Regions from separate parts of the Mus musculus genome. Here all the other regions are linked to region 2. The links are chromatin contacts, called in public Hi-C maps. All regions are on one chromosome and are shown on one strand. The core of a region is the stretch at or near the end of the contact, and the rest is flanking DNA. Distances in the headings are between cores, read along the strand shown. Region 1 overlaps Ern1 (endoplasmic reticulum (ER) to nucleus signalling 1). Region 2 has its middle 36 kb from the start of Tex2. Region 3 holds the start of Polg2 (polymerase (DNA directed), gamma 2, accessory subunit).

Region 1 (2,700 bases), core at 105-2,604, 230 kb after region 2:
AATCATATTGTGAAACTGTTGTCTATAGTGAAACACCATTTAGGTAGAAGGTATTTGTAGAAAGAACTTTGGATAATTTCATAGATGACTGATCCAAGGCTCTTGACAGTAGTAATTACTGTAGCTCTGTAGGTATAGCTCCCGCTGTTTTCATGCTGGTACTAGACAGCCCTCTGTGATATCTCAGGTGGGAGCACATTACCAAGAAATATCATTCAGTTTGGATTGGAGTTTCTTTCTTTTTTTCTCATTTTGCTTTTTGCTTTGTTTGTTTTCTTTATTTGAGGCAGGGTCTCGTGAGCCTAGGCTGGCCTCCAGTGTGCTATGTGTCCTGGGATTACAGGTGTGCACTGCCCTGTACAAGATACATTCCTTTTGCTCTCAGCATCTGGAATGGAGCACCTGTTCCTTTGCTGAGCCCTGAAGTCCTCATAAAGCCCACAGCAGCATGGTAGTGCTGAGTGTAGTGCTTCTGAAAGAGTGCTGGCTCGCTCACCTGAGAAACTGGCAGCAGGTGCTAAGTGCTGAGTCTCCTGCTAGTCATCAGTGCAGCCCTTTCCTCGGCTGCACTGGTCTAGTCCAGTCTAGTCCAGTCCTGCCATTTGCAGGCAGGGAAAGAGGCTTCCCATTCTGTAGGTGATAGGCAAATCTGGGGCCTGAAGACCTACTGCCCTGTCACTCTACAGTACCCCTGCCACCTTGCTGGTTTCCTTGTGAGAGTTTCATGGCTCATGTGTGGCAGTTGACACTTGTGTCTATGCTTCTGATATCCTAAAAGCCACAGTGTATGGGGTTTGGACATAAAATGACTTAAGATGTATGTTTCTGGTTTTTTTCCTCAGGCCTACTCTGTATGTTGGGAAGTATTCCACCAGCCTCTATGCCTCTCCCTCAATGGTGCATGAGGGGGTTGCTGTCGTGGTGAGTCGAGTGTGGGACCTAAAGATGCAGTTTCTTGACTGCTTTTGTTCTAGCAAAAAGTGACATTGAGTTTTGTGTAAACGTCTGGTTAGGAAGGGGAAGTGCAGAGCTGAGTGAATCATGAGCGGCTTCTATAAATCCACATCCTGCTGAAAGCAGATGCTGACAGAAGCAGCTCCCTGAAGCCAGGAAAGACTCACTCCCTATGGCTTTGTGTTCAGATCTAACCGTCAGGCTTTCTTCCAGCCAGTCCCACCCTGCCTACCTACCACTCTGCTAGTTTTCAGGGTTGCATGGTCCAGAGAAGCACATGCTTCCCATGATCACCCAAACTTCCCTATTCTTTCTTCTGAGCTTCAGTTGCTGGTCTCTCACTTCCTTTCCCCTGCTCAATCCTTTTGTGAGTGCTCCATGCCTCCTCAGGCTTCTCCAGCCTGCTTTGAGCACTCTCACCGAGTGACTGGGACATTACACTCCTGATGTGCTTGTGCCTGGACTGGCTGGTTGTATACTGGCTGCCTGGTGAGTTGGTTGGCTGCTGCAGCAGTGAGGCCACTCCTGACTCTATCAACTCATCAGTGTCTAACAACTCAGCAGTTTATTCCACACTGTCAGTTGCGTCATCTGTGACCATATAGATTCTTACATGGTTTCATAGAATTTCTGATAGTAGCTTCTCGGAGTTCTATCATGCATGTTCTTCCTGGTTCTCGGTACCCAAACATGCAAACCTGACATGGCAGGACCAGACATGATAGTTGATGCCTGTAATCCCAGCACTTGCGAGATGCAAACAGGAGAGTCTAGAGTTCAAGAACAGCCTGGGCTGCTTGAGTTCTGTCTTAAGCAAACAATCTGAAAAGATGTCAGTAGAGTGTCCCTTGCCCAGTCCCAGGATCTTTGTGTCATGCTTTGATGGATGATGATTGTTGAGCTGCGTGAGCCACAACTGTCCCTTTAGGGAAACCTTTAGGACCTTGGGAAACCTCTCCTGCCAGCCCTGCAGCTCACCGCATCCCATCTCCACAGCCTCGAGGCAGCACTCTTCCTTTGCTGGAAGGCCCCCAGACAGATGGCGTCACCATTGGAGACAAAGGAGAGTGTGTGATCACTCCCAGCACAGACCTCAAGTTTGACCCTGGACTCAAAGGGAAGAGCAAGCTGAACTACTTGAGGAATTACTGGCTTCTCATAGGTAAGAGCTGCTTCTTGCTAGGTGGTAACATACTGCCCCCTGGTGGGCAAAAGCCAGCCCTGCTGGTTTACTGCTGCTCTTCATTGTGAATGCATTGTGTGCTCTGTCCATGTCAAGATGGTTTAGGCCTGGGAATATTTTTATTTTCAAGGAGTTCCAGGTTGCTTAATCAGGTCTCAAAAAAACCAGTTTCTCTCCAAGATTGAAACATTTGGTGTAAATTTCAGGCAATGTCTGCTCCCTGTTCCTCACAGTGACCATGTGAGGTGGGTACCCTTGTTATTTCCACTCTATAAGAATACTGGGACTTGTCATTTGGAATAGGAATCAGTGTGGATAAGAGGCTGGGCAGGACAAGTTTAAGACCTATGATGAGTGACAGTTGTGGAAATAAAGGCAAAATACTTAGCAATCTGAGGAGAAACCAGAATCAACAACCATGAAGAGTCTGCGCTGTTCCTGGGCCCTCACAGAAAGGCTCTTGGGGAGTTTCTTTTTCTCGGTCTGATTTTTTTGGTTTGTTTCATATTGTTGGAGACAGAATGTCACTATGTTACTCAGGTGACCCCCAATTCATTCAGTCC
Region 2 (2,805 bases), core at 83-2,582:
TGGGGGGAGAGGGGGCAGGCTGCAGTTGGGACAAGGAAAAACAGAGTGGTAGAGGCCACTTTAAAACATAACCATCATGATTTTTACTTATCAAAAAGCCACCAGGAGCTGGCCTTGGTGACATATACCGGTCATCCCAGTACATAGAAGGCAGCCAAGGGCTACACAGGGAGACTTCTAAAATACAGTAGTAAAAATAACAGCAATAGGACTGGAAAGATGGCTCAGCAGTTAAGAGTACTATCTGCTCTTCCGAAGGTCCTGAGTTCAAATCCCAGCAACCACATGGTGGCTCACAACCATCTGTACAGCTACAGAGTACTCATATACATTAAATAAATAAATAAATAAATAAATAAATAAATCTTTAAAAAATAAATAATAACATAATAACAACAACTAAGGAATGAAGAAGACTTTTTTTTTTTTTTTTTTTTTGGTTTTCAAGGCAGGGTTTCTCTGTATAGCTCTGGCTGTCCTGGAACTCACTCTGTAGACCAGGCTGGCCTCAAACCCAGAAATCCACCTGCCTCTGCCTCCCAAGTGCTGGGATTAAAGGAATGTGCCACCACTGCCCGGCGAAGAAGACATTTTTTAATGTCTTTTTAACAGACAACTGTTCTCTCTGCTCTTCAGTGAAGAACAATTTCCTGGTGCCAAAAATAGGAAAGGTGAATTTGCTGAGTAGACAGCAAACTCTATCTGGGATACAATAAGTAGATGATATGATATGGGAGAAGATGGCCCAGGCTATGGGGGAAAGGCTTGATCTGGGAAGTGTGTGTAGGGAACTACGGAGCATCTCTCATTCGGTAAGAATTAACTGGGAGCCTCCTTAAGCTGAGTTTTGAAGCAGGGAGAGGTGGAACACGCCTATAACCCCAGCACTGCGGAGGTTGAAGCAGGATTGTTGCAAGATACAGCGCAGTCGAGGCTGCAATGTGAGTGGAAAGACAGGAGGGAAGTCTGGGACTGGAGGGATTGGTCTCTGCCCGAGGGCTCAATACTACTGTTCTTGCAGAAGACCCAGCTAATGACAAACGTCCCTTGGTACAGGAACAGGGAGACTAAAGGGACAGAGCGAGCAGGACAGCAAAGATGAGACCACCTTTATTGCTGAACCAGATAAACAGTGAGGTTGCCTTATTGTACACAGATCCATTTCTTCAAATGCCTTCTTGAAATGTCTTCTCCAAAAGCCTTCTTCACACTCCTGTCACCCGAAGGGTAGGTTAGAAATGACGAATCTCGGGGCACACCCTGTATCTACCAAACACCTTGTGACCTGTGTCTCCCAAAGCCAAACCTGGGTGACTCACTAGAAGCCCTGCTGGAAAAGACGCCGCGTGTCTTTACAAATCCACAGAGCCTTCTAGCATATTTCAAGCGGTTTCGGATCCCCACAGGTTTTCAACAGCTTTTGCGGCTCATGGGCGGCAGAGATCGCCACCTGGTGGCCGAGTGTGTTAATAACATTTATTACCTTCCTAGGTCTTAATCCTCAAGAATTGGACTATCATATTAAAAGTAATTACAGTTTTAGCACAATTGTCTTGGACGTTTTTTTTTAAAAGATGGAGCCCACAGTGTTGATCTCCTCCTGCTTGACTTCAGGCAAGACAGGACCAGTTGCCTCATGTTCCAGCCACGGTACCTTCCTTGGTGTGAAAGTTGATACCCTTAAGCTATGAACAAAAGCCACCCCATCCATGAGGGGCATTTGTCAGGGATCTCTTCACAACAATGTGACATAATTGATGCCCGTGACAGAGAAGACCGGGCAGACCAAGGAAGTGTTCTATGTCAAAAGAGACTGAAGAAAGCCAAGAATGTTGAGTGTTGGCACTTAGAATTTCAGCACCAGGGGGTCTGGGACAGGGGGATGATGAGTTTGAGGTTGGCCTGTGTTACCAGTATATAAATAGATAGATAGGTAGATAGATAGATAGATAACTGAAACTATTGAGACTACATGCGTATCTGCACCACAAAACCCTAAATTGGATCCCAGACTTAAAAACAAAAATGTGGGTAAGAAGGCAAATCTGGCAAACACCCTGACAAGCTTCATGAACCAGCAGTCTGAGTTCAGTTCCCAGGACCCATGTGTAAGAGGCAGAAGAATTGAATCCAAAATCAAATACTTGATACTAAGGGAGACAAAGTCAAAAAGAAGGAGGAGGAGGAGGAAGAGGAGGGGGAGAGGAAGAGGAGGAGGAAAGGGAGGAGGAGAAAGAGGAGGAGAAGGAAGAGGATGAGGAAGAAGAGGAGGGGGAAGAGGAAGAAGAGGAAGAGGAAGAAGAGGAGGAGAAGAAGAAGGAAGAGGAGGAGGAAGAGAAGGAAGAAGAGGAGGAGAAGAAGAAGGAAAAGGAGGAGGAGGAGAAGGAAGAAGAGGAAGAGGAGAAGGAGGAGGAGGAAGAAGAGGAGGAAGAGAAGGAGGAGGAGGAGGAGGAGGAGGAGGAGGAGGAGGAGGAGGAGGCCAGCTTTGGTGGCACAGGCCTTTACTAGTACTCAGGAGGCTTAGACGTGAGGACCTTGAGTTCCAGGACAACTTGAACCATTTAGTGAGTGCGCTCCTTCCTCAGAATAAAGAGAAAAGAGAAGGCTGAGTCAGAGTGGTGGTGTACACCTTTAATCCCAGCACTCGGGAGACAAAGGCAAGTTCATCTCTGAGTTCCAGGCCAACCTAGTTTACGGAGTGAGGATTACACAGAGAAACCCTGCTTTGAAAAACCAGGGGCGAGGGCGGGAGTGGAAGAGTGGGGCTGAGGCTATAGGTAGAGCCTAGCATGTGGGAGGGCCTGT
Region 3 (2,758 bases), core at 167-2,666, 130 kb before region 2:
GGAAGACGACATAACCAAAAGCACAGTAAAGTTTTCGGGTTAGGTTCACTATGGGCTTAACAGCTAGAAGGATTGGGGGGAAAGCTTTAGATTTAAGTAGGATCACCAGCAAACAGCTTTGTTTCAGAATGGCTATAAGTAGGTCTAAATGTCTTCCCAAAAAATTGGTGTGTTTTTTGCCCAGGACAAAAGTCTTAAAGGAAGTTATTTAACTTTTTGTTTTTAAAATGGGCTTATTGTTAATGCCTTATTTATAAAATGTTAAAACAAAATAGAATGTGCTGGGGGTGGGAGCTGGGCGTGTTTTCCAGGGCTGATAACATTGAAAACTGGTTCATCCTCTAGTACTGAGTGGTTTTCAATGGCATGGCTAGTCAGATTCATGATTTTTAAGTATAGGTGTAGATTGGAGCATTTATTACATATTTTACTGTTCAATGTCTTAATGTGGACCTTTTATTTTGTAAATAATTATGGAAATGATTGTGGGGCTTGGAAAAAATTACCTTTGAAGTTTTAAAAGACAGTCCACTTTTTAGCATGTGTGTTGTGTCCAGCCTGTGGTTGTCTTAACTAATAAATGTGATTTTTCTCCCCATTCTCTTCATTTATTTATTCGCGTAGAGGCCTCTTACCTGGGTTTTTGCACCCCCGCCTTCCCCATTCCAGCTATCCTGGAATTTGATACATAGGCCAAGCTGGCCTTGAAGTCAGAGATTGTCCCTTATGCATATGTTAACATAGGAGTGAGCTACCACAACAGTCCTGCACCTTATAATCAAACTCCAGTATCAAAAACACCCCTTTGTCCTAGTCAGGTATTAACTGATTTCTACGAGAAGGGAAGTACAGAGGTTAAGAGCACTGCTCTTCCAGCAACCATACGGTGCCTCACAACCACCTGTAGTGATGGCCTCTTCTGGTGTGTCTGAAGACAGCAACTCACAAATCTTTAAAAAAAAAAAAAAAAATTCTTTTTAAGGAGGTGGTTAATAAATTCCCGAAGCCCTTTTTAAGACCTGGTCACCCTGTCTGTCCAGCCACACCCGGGAGAGAGTGGAGTGGCCATTGGTGATAATGTTTGCCAGCATTAGTATAAACTAAAAGTGCACAACACATTCCCTTGGAGACTGAACGCTAAGCCTCACATCAGTACCGTCCAGGACAACATTTTGGAAGGGGTTTTTTTCGTTTTGTTTGGCAGCTCGGAAAACCTGATGCTAACTCTATAGTAACAGGATTGTGGTAAAAGCTAAACAAGTGAATGTGAGGCAGGTGGAGTTACCAAACGGAAAATCCCAAAGGTAGTAAACAATCAGACGCTGGCGTCAGCCGCGGAGGCCGGGATACGCCCAAGGCGGCTGCTGCTCAGCAGCGGGTGACGCTCTTCCGGGGGCGTGGTCTACAGCACGTCCATTTCCGCTGTGCCTGCACCCCAGGCCCTGGTGCTGGTGTAGGTTTGAAACTGCGGCTCTGCACGGGAGGTGCTGGTGTTCCGACTCCTGAAGCGATGCGCTGCGGTGGCGGCGCCAGGGCCTGCCGCAGGGCCTGCAGGTGCTGGCTGTCCGGGTACGCGGGTCCCGCAGATGGGACGCAGCAGCCTGACGCCCCCGAGCATGCGGTGGCCCGCGAGGCGCTGGTAGACCTCTGCCGGAGGAGGCACTTTTTCAGCGGGACGCCGCAGCAGCTCAGCACGGCTGCTCTGCTGAGCGGGTGCCACGCGCGCTTTGGACCTTTGGGTGTAGAGTTACGAAAGAACCTAGCCTCACAGTGGTGGTCCTCTATGGTGGTGTTCAGGGAGCAGGTCTTCGCGGTGGACTCCCTCCACCAGGAGCCGGGCTCTTCGCAGCCGAGGGACAGTGCCTTCAGGTTAGTCTCTCCAGAAAGTATACGCGAAATCTTGCAAGACAGAGAGCCGAGTAAGGAACAGCTAGTGGCATTTCTTGAGAACTTATTAAAAACTTCTGGGAAACTACGGGCGACTCTTCTTCACGGTATGGCTCTTCGCGTTTCGTGCTTCTGAACAGATTTGGGGTGGAAAAGCAGTCTTGCACGAGTTTGGAGACAGCAACGGCCCTAGGCTTCCAGGCAAAGAAGTGACCAGGTTCCTTTTTTTTTTTTTTTTTTTTTTTTTAATAACATCAGAGTGATCCACCTTGAGGCAAAGGTCCGAGGCATCATTCCTGAAGAAATTTGTAAAGCATTCAGTTTGACGAGCAAACCTAAAACTATAGAGGTAGGACCTTATATAAATCAGTCACATGCTTTCATTGATACCAAGGCATTTTCAAAGACTTCCTCTGTTCCAGTTTTAAATACAATTATCAACTCAGGTTTTTCTTTTTTTTTTTTTTTTTTTTTTTTTTTTTGAGACAGAGTTTCCCTGTGTAGCCCTGGCTGTCCTGGAACTCACTCTATAGACCAGGCTGGCCTCGAACTCGGAAATCTGCCTGCCTCTGCCTCCCAAGTGCTAGGATTAAAGGCGTGCGCCACCACTGCCTGGCAACTCAGGTTTTTCTTGGTGTTTTTTGTTTGTTTGTTTGTTTTTGGTTTGTTGCTTTGTTTTGTTTTTTTTTTTTTTGTGGGGTTTTTTGCCAGGTAATTTTTTAGCTTGTCAGCTAGAAGATGAGATACACATCTTTAAAGTCAAATATAACAAATTCGGAAATGCTGCCTCTGCCGTTTAGCAGTATGGAGTAGCTAACAACACCTTACAAATCCAAGCTTGTGAAAATTAGTATATACTGTAACCTTAAAT

The links. A called contact is a pair of places that touch in the nucleus more often than the background predicts.
Region 1: a Hi-C map of bone marrow-derived macrophages shows a contact between it and region 2, with 27 read pairs. The contact joins two enhancer-like sites. A contact is called at or near these places in 4 of 15 datasets of contacts at CTCF or cohesin (the NIH/3T3 cell line, embryonic stem cells and large pre-B cells), 58 of 484 Hi-C or Micro-C datasets (the AML12 cell line, B cells, CD4 single positive thymocytes and 42 more) and 7 of 115 datasets of contacts at active chromatin or transcription factors (the HPC-7 cell line, embryonic basal ganglia, embryonic stem cells and 1 more).
Region 3: a contact with region 2 is called in a Hi-C map of bone marrow-derived macrophages, with 70 read pairs. The contact joins the promoter of Polg2 here to the enhancer-like site in region 2. A contact is called at or near these places in 5 of 39 promoter capture datasets (the C10 cell line, cranial neural crest, maxillary cranial neural crest and 1 more), 6 of 15 datasets of contacts at CTCF or cohesin (CD8 T cells, the G1E-ER4 cell line, the NIH/3T3 cell line and 2 more), 115 of 484 Hi-C or Micro-C datasets (the 63-12 cell line, the AtT-20 cell line, B cells and 66 more), 48 of 115 datasets of contacts at active chromatin or transcription factors (the 230-238 cell line, CD4 T cells, CD4 single positive thymocytes and 35 more) and 4 of 9 other capture datasets (adipose tissue, embryonic stem cells, liver and 1 more).

Annotation. Positions count from the first base shown.
Region 1 is chr11:106,418,240-106,420,939 of GRCm38.p6, reverse strand. Ern1 (endoplasmic reticulum (ER) to nucleus signalling 1) reads left to right here. Exons shown (of 22, transcript NM_023913.2): 9 at 843-921; 10 at 1,951-2,116. Among named protein-coding and RNA genes, the nearest start is that of Icam2, 37 kb to the right of the region's middle. Within about 2 kb of position 1,354, at least 93 of the 459 cell types and tissues checked have an H3K27ac peak or open chromatin away from gene starts, as enhancers often do. A contact at or near this core is called in CD8 T cells, Th1 cells and bone marrow-derived macrophages, where this site is marked.
Region 2 is chr11:106,647,123-106,649,927 of GRCm38.p6, reverse strand. No RefSeq gene overlaps it. Among named protein-coding and RNA genes, the nearest start is that of Tex2, 36 kb to the right of the region's middle. Within about 2 kb of position 1,332, at least 43 of the 459 cell types and tissues checked have an H3K27ac peak or open chromatin away from gene starts, as enhancers often do. A contact at or near this core is called in CD8 T cells, CD8 central memory T cells, the SCID.adh cell line and 10 more, where this site is marked.
Region 3 is chr11:106,778,195-106,780,952 of GRCm38.p6, reverse strand. It overlaps Polg2 (polymerase (DNA directed), gamma 2, accessory subunit), which reads left to right and starts at 1,416. Exons shown (of 8, transcript NM_015810.2): 1 at 1,416-1,994. The coding sequence starts at 1,511. It overlaps Ddx5 (DEAD box helicase 5), which reads left to right. Exons shown (of 13, transcript NM_007840.3): 13 at 1-597.